2 separate regions of the Danio rerio genome follow, and region 2 is linked to region 1. The links are chromatin contacts, called in public Hi-C maps. All regions are on one chromosome and are shown on one strand. Each heading gives the region's core, a stretch centred on a gene start, on an enhancer-like site or on the middle of the called end of the contact. The rest is flanking DNA. Distances are from core to core; before and after follow the strand shown.

Evidence for each region. Hi-C and Micro-C count contacts between places; a contact is called where the count stands out from the background.
Region 2: a Hi-C map of hematopoietic stem cells shows a contact between it and region 1, with 2.5 times the contacts expected there. The contact joins the promoter of ino80da here to the enhancer-like site in region 1. A contact is called at or near these places in 2 of 18 Hi-C or Micro-C datasets (hematopoietic stem cells and an unstated tissue).

What each region holds. Positions count from the first base shown.
Region 1 is chr9:1,040,831-1,046,411 of GRCz12tu, reverse strand. All of the region lies in intron 1 of zmp:0000001200, which reads right to left. Among named protein-coding and RNA genes, the nearest start is that of zmp:0000001200, 23 kb to the right of the region's middle. Within about 2 kb of position 1,276, at least 5 of the 62 cell types and tissues checked have an H3K27ac peak or open chromatin away from gene starts, as enhancers often do.
Region 2 is chr9:1,191,639-1,196,832 of GRCz12tu, reverse strand. ino80da (INO80 complex subunit Da) reads left to right here and starts at 2,933. Exons shown (of 11, transcript NM_001423326.1): 1 at 2,933-3,147.

The DNA.
Region 1 (5,581 bases), core at 27-2,526:
GCCTCTTTACACACAGATGTTTGCTGTAGGCTGACTCCCTCTAAGACAGAGAGTTCACACTGACCCACGGAGAAACAAAAGGCAATTAACAGGCATTTGAGAAACACACACTCTGCACATAAACAAACCCTCAGTGTGTGTGTGTGTGTGCGTGTGTGTGTGTGTGTGTGTGTGGTTGTGTGTGTGTGTGTGTGTAAGCTCTCCGAGGGTCTGTTTTGGTGGAAGTGTGTGTTTTGTCAGCGTCCAGGTTACACCCTCCGCACGTTTCCTCATTCCTGCACTTACATGCGCCTGGATTACACAACTCATGTGATGATGAAGAGGTCAGAGGTCAGACTCAGGAAAACCCCCCAATCAGAGATCTAGAAAACACCCCCAGGGTTGCCAAGTCTACTGTTTTCCCGCACAATAGTGGTTTTCTTTTTTTGAAAATGCAATTTCTGGGAATTTCTATGAACAATAATAACCTTAAAGTAATATACAGGATTTCATCTATATATGACATGCGCATGTACAACATGGGCGGCACGGTGGCTCAGTGGTTAGCACTGTGGCCACACAGCAAGAAGGTCTCTGGTTCGAGCCCAGGCTGGGTCAGTTGATTGTTTCAGTGTGGAGTTTGCATGTTCTCCCTGTGTTGGTGTTTGTGTGTCCTCCAGGTGCTCCGGTTTCCTCCACAGTCCAAACACATGCGCTATAGGGGAACTGATCAACTAAATAGTCTGTACTGTATGTGTGAATTAGTGTGTATTGATGTTTCCCAGTGACAGGAGGACATCTGCAACATAGAACATATGCTGGATTAGTTGGCGGTTCATTCTGCTGTGGCAACCCCAGATTAATAAAGGGACTAATCCGAAAAGAAAATGAATGAATGAATGTATATACAATATAAACACTGTACTATAGTAGGGTTCAAAACACTATGGTATTTTTAAAATAAACACTCTAGTTATCAAATATATTGACTTTATTTTATTATGATTCTATTCGCTTGTAATTTGTGAGTGAGAAGTGTCTTGATAATAAGGTGAGTGAAAAATTGTACACGCATTTTCTACCAGTGTATTAACTACATGACAAAACTATTATTTTCACACACACACACACACACACACACACACACACACACACACAAACAAGAGATAAATGTAGCATTAATTAATGAAACACACTGATCACATTTGTATTTCCACACATGTAAAATAAAACACCAGTAAAGCATTACAGAAGAGCACTGCTGCCACCTGCAGGCACAACAGCACACTGCAGCTCAATTCATCTGAGCGAGTCTCTGCATGCTCAACACTCTACAACACACTCAGTTCCTGGAAGGCCCTGCATAGTTTACTTCCAACCCTGCTTCAACACACTTACCTACTGACCTTGTTCTAATATGCGGAAGTGCGGCAGTTTTTGTGATTGTTTTAGAACTTCCGATTCAGTCGCCTATGGGAGAAATGACTAGGAATAATAAACGTCAAAAAACGGTCAAACTACTCGCTCTACAAACAAAAGTTTGCATGACTATACAGACAAAGTAGAATAATATTCTGAGGAAATATCAGTCTGCAACATCAAGCAGCATTTTTAATGTCTAAAAATGAATGAGACCAGAAGTCTCGAGCCAAAAAGATTCAAATGGCAGCGCCCGCTCATCAGTGAAGAATAAGGTGAATAGGTTCCAAACAAAACTGAAGAACTCAATTCGTTTGATCAGGTGTGTTTAATTAGGGTTGGAACTAAACTGCAGAGCAGCGGCCCTCCAGGAACTGAGTTTGACACCTGTGCTCTACAATATCAAGGGTGTAGAATTGGCATGGACGCAGGGGACGTGTCCACACCAACTACTGAAACATCCCTACCAATAATTTAATCAACCTCAAAATATAATAATGCTCCGTCAAGCCTTAGAAACCAACATGTGCACAAAGTTCGCTACGAGGTCACCGTAACTCTATTAACCAAAGCTGTGCAATAGACCTTTTTCACAGCGGAATTGAACACCGGAAGCGCCCTTCGAAGCAGTGTATCGATATTTCCGGGTTCGCTATGAGTCGCAGAGACATGACAGCCTCGGGACAGCGGATGACTTTCTCACGGTCAACTTTGCCATAATTTGGACAAGAAGATGTTGTTCGGTGAATGTGTAAAACTGCCTTAATAAAACAGCTTTTAAAAGATGATACCGATTTGCAGAGTTTTTGCAGAAAACGTGTCTTACCGTTTGCAACATCAGGTTCCAGTAAGGTGCACAGCCAACAACATAAAATCTGCTCATTCAAGCCATTCGTAAGCTAGATTAACCTGGCTATTTAACATCCGGCAGGATGAGTTTAATGTCAGTAGTCCCGTCTGTAAACTGTGCTAACCCCCTCCTTCCTTTTTATTCAGAGTCAGATATAGTGAATGGCGAGGTAAGTTAGCTATACAGGCGAGTTGCTATCGGTTAATACATTACAGGTTGTTTAATGCTCGTGAGGTTTTCTCAAGTCTGGAAACACATTAGCTCCTACTCGTGGATAATATTCATTTTTATTATTTATTTAAAGAACAGAAAATAACATTTTACAATACAAAAATGTACATACCAGGGGGTAATTATAAATAAAATACAAATATACAAAATGTAATATAACATATGTAATAATGAAATACATTGTAGAGTTCACACATTTTAAAGTGGGTCGAGTTTCTTGTTTAGAGAGTTGATACTGGTATTGTACAAGCATATTTCAGTCATCAATACCTTAAAATCTGGTTTCATATTAGTAAATTTATATTTATGAATGTACAATTTTGTTAACAACATAAGCAAATTAAATAAATAAAACTATTTTCCTCTAGATTAGGATAATCAAGTAAAGCCCAAATGTACATTTATCCATAATGAAAGAGGTTGAACACAAAAGAATCATTATTAATACATTTTGCAACTCACCCCATAAGCTGACTATGTACAATGCCAAAATAAGTGTAAAACTGTCTCCTCATATTCGTTACAAAAATACAATTTACATCAATCCCACTTTTAAATTTTTGCAAACAATGTTTTGCTGGATAAAACCTGTGGATGAGTTTATAGGATATTTCTTTAATTCTATTTCTAACATGATATTTCTGTGGTAACAGCCACACTTTTCTTCAATTCACCCTTTAATAAAGACATATAATAAAATTGAATATAAGGTACAGTAATGATTTCTTTTTGGAAAAGAGTATGAATATCTCTATCATTACTCTTGGTATTTAGTAAAACAAAATTTGCCGACATAAGATTTAGTAATATCAAAAGATGAAGCATCAGAAGGATGGTCTTATTAATACCTCTAAATAACATAAATGAATAACATGTCTCTGCAGGAATTGAACCAATAACAGTTGAAAACTTGCTGGGTTTTGTAATATTTTGATTTTGTAATAAAGGACTTCATTGTAAGAAAAGTTTACCATCTTTATTATATAACTGACTAAACAAATAATTTTACTGTCAAACCAATTAAAAAAAAAGAGATTTGCATTTGTATGAACTGTCTATTATTCCAAAATAACAACAATGTAGGGATAAATCATGCTTATAGATTAATGACCATGATGAGCACTTGTTTGTGGAAGGCAGATAGTTTAACTGGAGTTTTGTCTATATTATAATTACTCATCAAAATAAACCATAGACCACCAGTCTTTAATGAAACATGATAATCTCCGCTTTGAAGTGCATACAGCATACGAGCGTACTCCCACATATAACTTGAAACAGCATTTAACCCCCTTTAATATTGTCATCCATGTCATCCACATTTCCCTGTCCTTCGTCTTTCGGGAGATCGTGGTCATTAAAGTAAGAGTGTCGTTTTTGAGTTAGAGCAGCTGGGAAAGCAGCAATCACAACGATGAGATGACCCTGCCATTCTTTCTTGCTCCGTCGCATTGAAACCGGATGTTGTGGTACACTGCTTCGCTTACCGGAACCAGGAAGTGTGAAAAAGGCCTATTAATTCAGTTTCAATTTTCCTCCCGGGAGACAGAGCTCTTCACCCTATCTATAAGGGTGCACCCTGCCACCCTGCGAAGGAAACTCGGCCGCTTGTATCCGAGATCTTGTCCTTTCAGTCATGGTACAGCAGCAAAGATTCTTGATTATGTTTCTTGGAGTAAGAGTATAGTTCCTAACCATATTATCCTTAAAAATAACAACTTTTAATTCTTCGTCAAAACTATTTGGCCAATTGAACGAGATGCTAATGGTCTAATCTGATTCAATGATCTATGCTAAGCTAAGCTAAACGATGAAAAAGATGAGTGAAGTGGTGATCTGGACTCTGGACAGGAGAGAGGAGCCGCTGAGGTTGAAGGTTATCACATCAGTTCACACATCCAGCAGAACCACACACACACACACACACACACACACACACACACACACACACACACACACACACACACACACACACACACACACACACACACACACCCTTCCTGTGAAGGAAACACATTTAGCCCATTTATAGAGTCGAATCTGATGCTGTTTCCTGAACCCTGAGAGATAACACACATCAAACACACTTATCTACCACTACCAGCACACACACACACACATACACACACACACACACACAACACTGCAGAGGACAGATCTTAATCACATCTCACATTTTTTGAGTGTGTGTGTGTGTGTGTGTGTGTGTTTCTGCCAGCTTACTCTCACTATCAGGTGTCAACAACACACATACACTGCAGCAGGGCTACATGTGAAATCAATGTGTGTTTGTTTAGCGAGTGCACACTGTTATTGTTTAGGTGGACAATTAATCTGTGCAAAAGAAGTGTTTGTTATGTTTCAATCTTCAGTCCGAGCATCTGCCTCTGCGATGTTGAGTGCAAACAACGCTCCCATTTCTGTGTCCGTGTTGTTGTTTACAGTGAAGGCTGGCCTGCTGTCTTCCGGTATTGTTAAAGTCGTGTGTTATAGTCACGTGATAGGGGCTTGAGGATTAAGGTAAGGATACGCAATGACACATAAGCCCCAATCAGGTAGCGAATCTCAGCAGCCCCGCCTCCGTTTTCAGATGTCGCCGTTTTCCCTCATCCACACTGAGACGGAGCAGCAGTGTTTCAGAATGAAAACAGCCTCTCCAGCGTTTCCAAAACGCTCCGTTTTTGGTGCTCGAAAACTCCCGCGTAGTGTGGACGGATGGCGTAACCGTAGCAAAACTTATCTGTTTTCAAACTAAAACGTATTAGTGTAAACGGGGCGATCACTATCTGTTCATCAGCTTCAACAGTAGGAGAGTTCTCCAGATCTACCTGAGCTCAAACTCCCCTCTCGCCTTGCAAGTGGGAGGGAGCCCCGGGCTCAAGGATCTTATAAGCTCAGGGCTCTCTCCCGGGCAGCATGCCAAACACGCTTTATAATCAATCATCAGCTGAGTGTCAACTCTTGAATAGCTCTATTTGGGAAGAATTCATTCATTTTTAGATAGATCGGATTAATTACATGCATATATAAATACAACAGAGCAGAGATAACAGTGAAATACACGGTGCTTTATGGCTTATGGACTCTAACAAAAAAAAAAAT
Region 2 (5,194 bases), core at 1,684-4,183, 150 kb before region 1:
TTTTCTGTCTGATATTGCGATTTAATTTTGTGATGTCAAGCCTCAGCTCTGTATACTCAATAGTGCGCAGCACACTTTAAATAAAATTAATACAACATAATTTAACTGTGTAGAAAAGTATTTTTAAAAGCGCTGTTAAACGATAATGCAACCAAGATAAACATTTGTATTTACATAACATGTGTAAATGTATATTTATGAGGGGTGTGAACCAACACTGGTCTCATGGTTCGATTCAGTTACGATTATCATGCCGTCGATTTGGCTCAATTCAATATCTCGGTGCATCACAGTGCATTAACAATGCTTTCCATAGATAATTAGACTTTTTCTTCACAATGCAAGAATTTTTAAAATTAAAATCTATACATTTATTAATACTTATATATTATTATGTGTATACATGCATGTAGAAATACACACACACACACACAAATTGCACATAAAATGCAAAAATATCCAAAAGAAATAATTTGTATTACATATTAACATATTCATGTATATTCATTCATTCATTTTCTTGTCGGCTTAGTGCCTTTATTAATCCGGGGTCGCCACAGCGGAATGAACCGCCAACTTATCCAGCAAGTTTTTACGCAGCAGATGCCCTTCCAGCTGCAACCCATCTCTGGGAAACATCCACACACACACACTACGGACAATTTAGCTTACCCAATTCACCTGTACCGCATGTGTTTAGACTGTGGGGGAAACCAGAAAACCAGGAGGAAACCCACGCAAAGGCAGGGAGAACATGCAAACTCCACACAGAAACACCAACTGAGCCGAGGCTCGACCCAGCGACCTTCTTGCTGTGAGGCGACAGCACTACCTACTGCGCCACTGCCTCACCCTATTTATGTATATTTATATATATAATTTGTATTATGTATAAACTAGTGCAAATCAAAAATTCATTGTGATTAATCGCATTCAAAATAAAAGTTTGTTTTGACATAATACAAGTGTGTGTGTACTGTGTATATTTATTATGTATATATAAAATTACACACATGTATGCATATATCTGAGATAAGGTTTATTTATATTTAGATATAAAATATATATGTGTATGATACAAATTGTGGGCAGCGAGATGGAGCAATGGGTAGTAAAATCGCAGCAAGAAGGTCGCTGGTTCGAGCCTTGGCTGAGTCAGTTGGCATTTCTGTGTGGAGTTTGCATGTTCTTCCCGTGTTGCCGTGGGTTTCCTCCGGGTGCTCCGGTTTCCCCCACAGTTCAAAGGGATGCGCTTTAGGGGAATTGAATAAGCTAAATTGTCCGTAGTGTATGAGTGTGAGTGAGTGTGTTTGGATGTTTCCCAGTGATGGGTTGCAGCTGGAAGGGCATCCGCTGAGTAAAACATATGCTGGATGAGTTGGTGGTTCATTCCGCTGTGGCGATCCCTGATTAATGAAGGGACTAAGCTGAAGGAAAATTAATGAATGATACAAATTGTATAAAAATGTAAATATCTATATATATATATATCATACACTCACCCGCCACTTTATTAGGTACAACTTACAAGTACCGGGTTGGACCAATTTTGCCTTCAGAACTGCCTTAATCCTTCAAATTCAACAAGCTACTGGAAATATTCCTCAGTGGTTTCCCCTCCATGTTGACATGATAGCATCACACAGTTGCTGCAGATTTGTCGGCTGCACATCCATGATGCCAATCTCCCGTTCCACCACATCCCAAAGCTGCTCTATTGGATTGAGATCTGGTGCTTGTGGAGGCCATTTGAGTACAGTGAACTCATCGTCATGTTCAAGAAACCAGTCTGATATGATTGAGCTTTATGACATGCTGCGTTATCCTGCTGGAAGTAGCCATCAGAAGATGGAGACACTGTGCTCATAAAGGGATGGACATGGTCAGCAGCAATACTCAGGTAGGCTGTGGCGTTGATGCTCAACTGGTACTAATGGACCCAAAGAAAATCTCCTCCACACCATTACACCACCACCACCAGCCTGAACCGCTGATACAAGGCAGGATGATCCATGCTTTCATGTTGTTGAGGCCAAATTCTGACCCGAGCATCCGAATGTGGCAGCAGAAATCAAGACAGAAAATGTGGTTTACCTTGAAAATGGTAATAATGGCATCAATAGTCACAATAATAACAACAGCGAATGATCAGCGAATTAACCCAGAAGATCTAATCCAACAAGATTAATCCAGAATGAATTACATATCATAAATCAGGTTATGAAGATTTTCTCAAGTTTTATTTTGACATTTTTAGTCATTTTATTGTGTGCTTTTTGTCAATTATATTCATCTTAAATCTTATAGTATTTAAGACTCCGTTTTGAAATGCTTCGTCTTGTTTGCAAAGAGAATAAAATTTGTATTTATTTTTGGCTACATTAAGCTTTTACTTTTACATTTGATGTAATCAAATAAAATAATAAATGTACAATAATTACCATTAACAGGGTTGAAATGTGGTTGGGGTAGGGGTGGACGTTAATAAAATAAAATTTTAATGGGTCATTAATTATATATTATGAATAATACTTGGGTATAATTACCGTTTTTACATTACTGTGAGGGTTGCTGAAGGGGTGGACGTTAATAAAATACAATATAACGGGTAATTTAATAAACAATGTGAATAATACTCAGAATAATTACTGTTTTTACATTACTTTGAGGGTTAGTGTAAGGGTAGACGTCAATAAAATACAATTTAACAGGTAATTTAATAAACAATGTAATAATACTCAGAATAATTACTACATTACTGTGAGGGTTTGGGTAGGGGTAGATATGAATAAAATAAGTTACAAGTAAATGGGTAATTTATGATTTGAAAAAGAAGAGGACTCACCGTGCTCATAGTTTTTAGGATGATGGTACAGTAGCAGCAGTGGAGCAGTTGTCATGTCTCCGCGGCGCCGGTGGTGGAGCTGTGAGTCCGCCGAGCACTGAACTCTAAACCCCCGCAGATCTGTTTCAATGAGAGCAGAAGACAACATAATATCGAAAGTACATTAGTGGATGCTTTATCGCTTCACCACCTCAGCAGGGAACAGTATTCAGTAGCATAAGGAATTCCGATGAATACTCGGTGCAGTTGATGATCTGTGGCGTTTAAACAGCGAGACCCCGTAGAGGCTGAACCCACTGCTGGTAAGCGGACTCGATTACTGCTCTAGCGGACTCGTGAGCGTGCTGACCCCTCAACTGCTCGACTCGAGCTCCGAGGCTTAGCTGCTATTGTAGGCCAGTGTTTGCATCGCTTTAGAACGTATTTTGGTTCGCTGTATCGTGTTGCGGAAGCAATTCTATAATAGAGTGATCCTGCATTATTTTAAAATAATTTACATGTATATTATTTGTAAATAGGATTAGTTTAAACGACTATTAAACCTCCATCGGCTGCAGCGCCCCGCTCTTTCGGCCTGATTTGACAGGCCTCATCCGCCATCACTCATAGCAACATTTGCAGCGATTAGTTTACACAAACTTTACGTATTTCATTCATTATTTAAATAACAAATGTAAAGCTTGTATAAGCTTATAATTCTATTTTTGCCATTTCCAAACTAAATCTAGCGCAGGATCATGTCAGTGTTTCGGTTTCCTGGGTTTGTTTTTAGCATCCTAGCTAACGAGAGAAATATCAAAATAATGTGCGATTTTGACAGCCAGGGGCGCAAACTACATTTAAACATAATAATAATAGAGCTTTGCTCTAGCACAGGCATATGTATTCAAGTACTATTCGATTGTTTGGGTTTAGGAGTTTTATAAGCATATCGTTTTGATGACAGCGATGTTTATTTAACAAAATCGATCATTTGTTGTTGTACGAGCTTGATGGAAAGATCATACCAGTATAGTAACGTTAATGATATCCACATTAACATTTTAATTCGCTAATTGACGATATAAGATCGTTTAGACACGTACCATTGTAACTTATGTCCGCGTTTTCCTCAATTACTTTGAATTATCATAAATATGACATGATGCACACAAATATTCAACATTCTGTTTCATATATTTAAACTATTTACAAATCAAAGTACGTTTTGCTACCCCATTCATTATTCATTATTCATATTTCTGTCCTGTTTTAATTGGTCGTCTCATGGCTAAATATTTCCAGTCTACCAAATGCAGGGTGAATGATCCTGTCAGTCATAATACAGTTATGTGATATGATGGCTCCGTCACATTATTTGGTTTTTTATCCTTGTACTGCGGTCATAGGTTAACGACAAAGATCTCTTGAACTAGCTGGGACTCTGGGTTGCCTTTTAGTTCAAACATTAAACAGAGATGCTCTATTGTACACCGTCAGTGTTTCAGTGCCGGATCATGTGTAATAGACAGGGAATTATGTAATATTGACAAGCTTTGTGTTGTAGTAGGTGGTCAGTGTATGAGTCTGTTTACATGACAGGCAAAAATGTTAAATAATTGTATGCTATTTGACTGTCTGTTTACAAGACAGCAGCATTCTGGGGACTGAAAATTCATCATTTTTAGAACTGGTTTCAAAGTGCAAGTTTTTGAAATCCCCGCTATTGTGGTTTCTGTGTAAACACGCAATCTGGGAATCTATGAAAACAATCAGCATGCGTGTGCATAGTTTGTGTTAAGCCCAATTTATAATTTATCCATCAAGTGACTGCCAAACTTTAATGTGTAAACTCCCTGCCATTGTGAGTAGGGTGGTCCAAAGTTTTGACTTCGGTTCCAATCTGTGCTGAAACTTTAAAAACATCCATTTCCTGCTAACATTTGAGAGACAAGAAAAGACTGTGATTAGCCATGAAGTTCATCAGTTCACCACTCTTCAAACACTGATATTCGGAAACTTGAGCATTTCAAAGTCAAGTAGATCAGTGGATCTATCAGCAGGTTGCTCGTATATCAGCTAATTGACAGATCAGCTGATTGACGCGACATTAAAATGCTTCAGTATCCCTGTATCTGTTTTGTGCATTCTTATACTACGTGTCAAGCGTGAGTGATTTACATCAGACCATGCAAAGATGCAACTAGAGATCCTGTGGCAAATGAGGTGGCGCGGATGATGTGATTCGCATGTATGAAACGCCGCAAATTGAGCGTTTTGCACGATTCACAGGCTTAACACGTTTCATGCGAATGGATCAAGTTAGAAAATCTGAACTTCAGCAGACATTAGCGCTGCGTTAACCAGTCA